Linked DNA regions of Sus scrofa: region 2 is linked to region 1. The links are chromatin contacts, called in public promoter capture Hi-C maps. All regions are on one chromosome and are shown on one strand. The core of a region is the stretch at or near the end of the contact, and the rest is flanking DNA. Distances in the headings are between cores, read along the strand shown. Region 1 holds the start of GRSF1 (G-rich sequence factor 1). Region 2 holds the start of DCK (deoxycytidine kinase).

Region 1 (3,530 bases), core at 812-3,311:
ACATACTTTAAACCAATTGTTGAAAACAAGGAAACAGGTCCAAAATGGAGTCACTAATGCTAAGCCTTGCATCACCAAACCTAATTACACTTTTGGGCTTTCCCAGAAATGGAATCTTAAACTAGTCAATCAAGAATTACCTGGTCAGCAGTAGTGAGGTAATCTTCCTGATAGACCTCCACCATCCCCTAAGGGAAAGTAACCTTGACAAAACCAAGCCACTTTTTGTTAGTATGACTTCCTTAGTCCACATCTTCTGTCTATAAAAGTCTTTCATTTTGTACAGTTCCTGGGAGCGCCTTTTTATCTGTTAGATGGGACACTGCCAAATTAAAAAACTGTTGAATAAAGCCAATAAAATCTTTAAATTTCACTCGGTTGAATTTTGTTTTTTAGTGCAACTCATCTCAATGTCTTTTTTTTTTGTCTTTTTCAGGGCCATACCCAAGGCACACGGAGGTTCCCAGGCTAGGGGTCAAATCGGAGTTGCAGCTGCTGACCTACGCCACAGCCACAGCCACACCAGATCCGAGCCTCGTCTGAGACCTACACCACAGCTCACGGCAACACCAGATCCTTAACCCACTGAGCGAGGCCAGGGATCGAAGCTGCAACCTCGTGGTTCCTAGTTGGATTTGTTTCTGCTGAGCCACGATGAGAACCCCCATTTTTTAAAAGTCATTATCACTTTAAGATGGATACTGAAAAGGTGATTGACATGATCTTTGGGGTTTCCTTTAAAATATTCCAGTAAAGGAAAAAAATGGGGGGATGGTGGTGGTGGTGAGGACAAATGAAACCAGAATGAAAAATGTTGATAATTTCTGAAATTCATTAAAGTTCATTCATTATACTTTTCTTTGAGAATTTCCACAACAGAAAATCTAAATTTTTTAGCTTTTTCTATTTTTCAGTCTCTGAACTCTCTTTTGCCTACTAACCTGAGCCAGGTCCTCCACACATGAGGAGGGAAACTGCACAACCAGTCCTTGGACAGACCTCTGCCTGTCCACTTGTGAATACACGAAATCCTCATGGGAGGCTTTAGTCGTTGTTACACAGGTTTCACCCCCTATCTGAAAGCAGAGAGTTCCTAAGAAACCTTTTGGAGCCAAAATGGCATAAGATGAGGAAGCAGTTATCCCAGAACATAGGTTGCCAAGGAGATAAAGCAGAGCTGCTCAAAAACACAGTTCAAAGCCGTGGCAGGGAGACGCTGAGTACAGCTTCCCAGGAGGGAGGTCGGTGGGACCACCTCAGCCTCGACCGCCGCTGCTACAAAACAAACACAATGCTATTTTCAATTTTTGCCTTTCCCCATCAAAGTGAAAATCGCATATTTCTTTCCAGTAGTGAAAACGGGTACTAATACGGATTTTTCATGAAGTGGTCTAGAGTGAACTTCCCAACAGCGGGAGGCTACCTTTAGATCTTATTAGCACAGAATGAGTATCTATATATTTCATTTTAAAACAAAGTTGGGAGTTTCCATCGTGGCTCAGTGGTTCACAGATCCGACTAGGAACCATGAGGTTGCGGGTTCGATCCCTGCCCTTGCTCAGTGGGTTAAGGATCTGGCGTTGCCGTCAGCTGTGGTGTAGGTTGCAGACGCGGCTCGGATCCCGCTCTGGTGTAGGCTGGCGGCTACAGCTCCGTTTGGACCCCTAGCCTGGGAACCTCCATATGCCGCGGGAGCGGCCCAAGAAATGGCAAAAAGACAAAAACAAAAAACAAAAAGCAAAATAAAGTTGGCCTTCAGCACCGCACTCAAGCTGGGGGGGGGGGGCAGGGGGCGTTATTCAACCTTCGCCGATGTTATCAGCCCAACCTCTTTTTACAATTGGCGTACCTCAGTTCCTTCCAGAAAGAGCCCTTTCGCCCCCCTCCCACGTCAAAGGACTGGGGGTAAATTGCGGGGCGTCGGTAGCTCCGGGTTCCAGGTTTCAGGCCGCCCAGAGCGGGAAGGTTCGTCGCCTTCAGGACTGTTTCCACCAGGGGAAACACCAGCCAGGCGGTCGAGGCAGCGCCCCAGCCCCACCCGGCTCGCGGGCAGCACCGCCCCGAGGGCGGAGCCCGGGCGGAGCCGCGAGCTCTCCTCCGCCTCCTCCTGACTCGCCGCTGCCCCCGGTACCCGCGGCGCATGTGCCCGGCAACCCCTCCCCGGCCCTGGATTCCGCTTCCCCTTCGCTCGCGCTGCAGCCGCAGCCGCCTTCAGGCCCTGCGCCGCCTCCAGAGTCCATGGCCGGGACGCGCTGGGTGCTCGGGGCGCTGCTCCGGGGCTGCGGCTGCAACTGCAGCAGCTGCCGGCGCACCGGCGCCGCCTGCCTGCCCTTTTATTCGACCGCCGGCTCCTTCCCGTCGGGCGTCTCGGGCCGTCGCCGCCTGCTGCTGCTGCTCGGTGCCGCGGCGGCCGCCGCCTCGCACACGCGGGGCCTCCAGATCGGGCCTGCCCCTGCCGGGAGGCTGGCGGGGCCTCCCCCCGCGGCCGCCTCCGCCGCCGCGACGGCTGCCGCCTCCTACCCGGCCCTGCGCGCCCCTCTGCTATCGCCGTCTTTGACGGCGGCCGCGGGTCCGGCGCGGGGTTACTGCCAGGTACGTGGACGCCGAGCGAGGCCGCGCGCGGGACCCTTCCCCGGCCACGCGCACGCGCCCCGGCGCCCCCCGCGTGCGCCTCACGTGCGCGCCCGGGGATCCGCGGCACGCGCCGCACCCCCCTCCCGCCCCCGCCCGCCCAGTCCTCCTATTGGGCCCCAGAACAAGGGACGCTCTCCCAGGCCTCGGGTGTTCTCCTTGTTTTGTTCTCTTCTCGAGTCTCTGGTCGGTTGGGCAGTGTAAGTGTGGCTGGGGGTGAATGTTGAGGCCTTGTTTCCCGCCGGCCCATGGTAGGTTTTGTGAGGCTGCTGACGTCCCCACCGCGCATCCCTGTCGCTGTGTGCCCGCTGGTTGTGAAGTTGGGAGGCTGGACCCCGCGGAGGGCTGGGACTTTGCGTGCCGCCCGAGCACCAGGCCTAGCGGCCTGGGCGAGCCTCTCGGCCCGCTGATGCTTAGGTTCACGCACATACTTGCGTGGGCTGGGTTTGTGGGGAAGGAGCCAGGTCCCCAGCGCTGTCCTCTTGCTCGTGTCCCCGGGGAAAGGCGGGCTGCCCCAATTACTGAAGGTCACCGTTGCACCTCCACTTACTCTTGACAGAAGGTCCTTTAGGACCGCGGGTCGCCGCCGCTGGGAAGGACAGTTTGGGCGGCTGTGAAAATGGGGGAGGGGGACCGAGGAGAGGCGGCGTCTGGGGCAAAGGCCATGGTTTGGGGACCTGGGAGTAAGTCTACAGTATTTTTTTAAAGTCATTGTTGTGTTTAACTACTCAGATTGCAAATATTATGGTGCCTCGTAGGAAGCTTTCTGCTTGTTACGTGGCATCTGGGAAATGTCAGGACACTTTATCAAGGTTCCTGATGCCTTGGGTCATGTTCCTCTTAATCCATTTTGTACTTATCCTTGAATTTAGGGAAACTGGGAAGCTAATCTGCATGGC
Region 2 (3,497 bases), core at 250-2,749, 99 kb before region 1:
ACAATCCAAAAGTCCACAACTAGGAAGAAATAAACTGTAGTATATCCATGCAATGGATATACCACTCAGCAACAAAAAAGAACAAACCACAGGTACAAGTGACATGAATAAATCTAAAAACATTTCGCTAAATTTGAGAAGCAAGACACCAAAGGCTACATGCTTAGATTTCATTTATATGACATTCTGGAAAAGGCAAAACTTGACAGGAATAGAAATCAGATCAGTGCTTGCCAGGGGGTAGGAACGGAGAGGGGGCTGACGACAAAAGAGCAAGAAGGACTTTGTGCAGTGATGGAAACGTTCTGACTCAATCTTGGTGGTGGTAGTAAAACATTGTCAAACCTCATAGAGGGGGAGTTCCCGTCGTGGCGCAGTAGTGAACGAATCCGACTAGGAACCATGACGTTGTGGGTTCGGTCCCTGCCCTTGCTCAGTGAGTTAATGATCCGGCGTTGCAGTGAGCTGTGGTATAGGTTGCAGACGCGGCTCGGATCCCGCGTTGCTGTGGCTCTGGCGTAGGCTGGTGGCTGCAGCTCCGATTCGACCCCTAGCCTGGGAACCTCCTTATGCCACGGAAGCGGCCCAAAGAAATAGCAAAAAGACAAAAAACAAAAAAAACCTCATAGAGTAAGAAGTATGCCTAAAAAGGGACAATTTAACCTATGTAAACTACACCTCAAGAACTGACACAAACACGCATCCTAAAAATAAATAAATAAAAATAAAACAGAAACAAAACCAAAAACCCTTCCTTGTGCGCGGTCCCAACAAAGAGGATGAAAAGAACCCGAGGCGCGCTTCCTAGGGCTCGCGGGCCTGGGGCCTAACGCGCAGAGCTGCCACCCCCGGCCGGGAGGGAAGCTGGGGAAGGCAGAGAAGGATGCTTTCGGAGGCACAAGCCTGAAGGCGCGTCCGCATCCACACACAGCACTAGGCAGGGCGGAAAGCCCCCACAGAAGCGACGCGGCGAGGGCGTGCTTCAGCAGCCGTCGCCGCCGTGACTACCCCCGCTTTTGGACCAACATTTCCCGAGGCTCCTTACCGATGTTCCCTTCAATGGAAATTTTCTTGATGCGGTTCCCCTCTGAGCTGGCTGGGGAAGACGGGCAGCTCCTCTTGGGGGGGGTGGCCATGCCTCGCCCGTGGCGGCCCCGAGGGCGTTGGGCAAGGGGGCTGGGAGGTGCCGCAGACTGCGCGCGCCGGGGCTCACGCTACCGCGGAGCTCGTGTGGACCCGCACGCGGAACCCTCACCCCTTGCAGGTTCTCCGGACGGCGGGCCCGCGGGTTTGATTTTGGCGCGCGGAGTCAGCTGCCGACGGGGGCGGGGCTGCAGAGTGGCCGCCCACCCAGCGAGGAAGCCACGCCCCCGCTTTCTCTCAAACCCGAGATCCCGCCTCGGCCCCTCGGCCTTCGCCCCCTTCGGCTGGGGCGGGGGGCCCCTACGTGCGCGCCCGGCACGTCGGGTCACGCGGGAACTGGGGACGGGGCCGCGGGAGCTGAGCGGGGGGCGGGACCGCGCGCGCGCCGGCGCGCCTTTTCCCAGCAAGCTGGGGCGGAGGGGCGTTCCCGGAATTGGCTGGGAACCGGCGCGGGCACCCAAGGTCGAAGGGCGCCCAGGGGCAGGGGGCGTCTCCTTCGCTCGTCACCTTCGCTAGTCACCTGGAGTGGGCTGGGTTTCGGAGAACTCCCCTCCCCTGTGGGGCCTGTGGACTCAGAGCATCTGGACCGAATTGGTTGGGCTTTTTTGTCTTTTTTTTTTTTTTTGGTCTTTTTGCCTTTTCTAGGGCCGCTCTGGGGTCATATGGAGGTTTCCAGGAGTCTAATCAGAGCTGTAGCCGCCAGCCTACGCCACAGCAACGCCAGATCCGAGCCAGGTCTGCGACCTAGACCACAGCTCATGGCAACACCAGATCCTTAACCTGCTGAGCAAGGCCACGGATGGAACCCGCAACCTCATGGTTCCTAGTCGGGTTCTTTAACACTGAGCCATGATGGGAACTCCGAGTCAGCTGGACTTTAAACTTGTCAGAGGGAAGCAATGAGTAGTAGAAAAACGGAGTCCCAGGAATTCTCAGCCAGGAGGACTGTCGCAGGCTAGATGGCGCTAGGCACCCCAGCCCTCAGGGAATGTAATTGCATTCTTGCGTGTAGACGGTATTTCCAGCGTTTTTCTTGAATTAACTAGCAATCAGGTGCCACAGATCTCACCATGAGCTCCTTTATCAGTGAGGAGCCAGGCACTGAGGGGCTACTGTTAAGTCTCCAAGTCAGTGAGTGGAAATGGGATAGAAAGTTAGGTTTTCAGATGCCACCTCCTGATCTCTCATATCCTGATATGGATGGCGCTTTGCGTTGAAGGGGTTGGAATATGCCACCCTGAATATGCCACTCTGGCATATTATTTTGGATTAAATAAGAACCTCTGACCCTTTGTTCCTACCTGAAAGCAGGAAATAAATCTCTCATGTAAAAGGTACCCTCCCTGTACCAAGAGGGTAGAAAGCATCCTTATTATCAGAGATTGGGAATTCAGGGCAGAGAAGGCTGGATAAATAAACCTTGTTACTGTTTCATCAATTTACTACAACTGGCCCAAACCCTTCCTCTTGTGGCTTCTTCACAAATTTATTATTTGTCTAAAAGGTATAAAAGCTTCCCGCTTTGGTCATTTCATTGATTCTCATATTTTTAAGGGGACTTTATATGTAATTAAATGCTTTTCTGCTATTAATCTGTCTTACATCAATGATTAGGTCAGCCAAAGAGCCTGAGAGGAAAAAAATTCTACACTCCTACAGTGATGAGAATAAGTCACCACACTGAGTAGGTTTCTTTTCAGCATACTATAAAACTAATTAACTTTGCTTGCCCTACACCTGGTGGTTAACAAATGTATGTTGAATATTTGAGTGCTTCCTTATATGCCATGTCCTCTGCTGGATGACTCATCTAATTGGGGACAAATGCAGACACACCCAGAGGAATTCATTTTCAGTCATGGTAAAGACCTAGTAAACAGGTCACTGCCCGGGCTGGAAGTGCCCAAGTTCAAATTGTCTACAGAAACCAAAGGCCCTGTTACTCTTTTCTACCTTACAACTGTCAATCAGATCTGAAATGAATCTAAAGGTGGAATCACAACAAGGAAGATAAATGAAGCTGTTCTGAAATAAAGGGCAGAAATCAAAATGTGACTCGAGGATGAAAACAGCAAAAATCATTTTTTGTAACTTTCCAATATTGTGTTGTTATGCTATTATTTATGTATATTGCCTTTGTTTATCCCTATAGTGCTTAATAGCAGGATTCTTAAAATGAAAAAGGCCTGAATAGTCATTTGTATGGCAAGGAAGCCAGAGAAGCTACTGGGTGTTATATTCTACATCCCAGCTTGAGGGAAAAAACCCTGAGATAAATAAGGCGGGGTCCCAGAGACCTTCAAATAGGAAGAAAGTGGAACTGAATAAATCCCATATGGATCTGATGTTTGAGG

The links. Promoter capture Hi-C pulls out the DNA fragments that hold promoters and counts their contacts.
Region 2: a promoter capture Hi-C map of fetal liver shows a contact between it and region 1, with 4 times the contacts expected there. The contact joins the promoter of DCK here to the promoter of GRSF1 in region 1. A contact is called at or near these places in 3 of 5 promoter capture datasets (fetal liver, fetal skeletal muscle and liver), 13 of 47 Hi-C or Micro-C datasets (embryonic fibroblasts, fetal heart ventricle, fibroblasts and 7 more) and 2 of 2 datasets of contacts at active chromatin or transcription factors (alveolar macrophages and skeletal muscle).

The regions. Positions count from the first base shown.
Region 1 is chr8:67,605,953-67,609,482 of Sscrofa11.1, reverse strand. GRSF1 (G-rich sequence factor 1) reads left to right here and starts at 2,061. Exons shown (of 10, transcript XM_003129072.4): 1 at 2,061-2,592. The coding sequence starts at 2,239.
Region 2 is chr8:67,704,663-67,708,159 of Sscrofa11.1, reverse strand. It overlaps DCK (deoxycytidine kinase), which reads right to left and starts at 1,499. Exons shown (of 7, transcript XM_003129074.5): 1 at 1,046-1,499. The coding sequence starts at 1,136.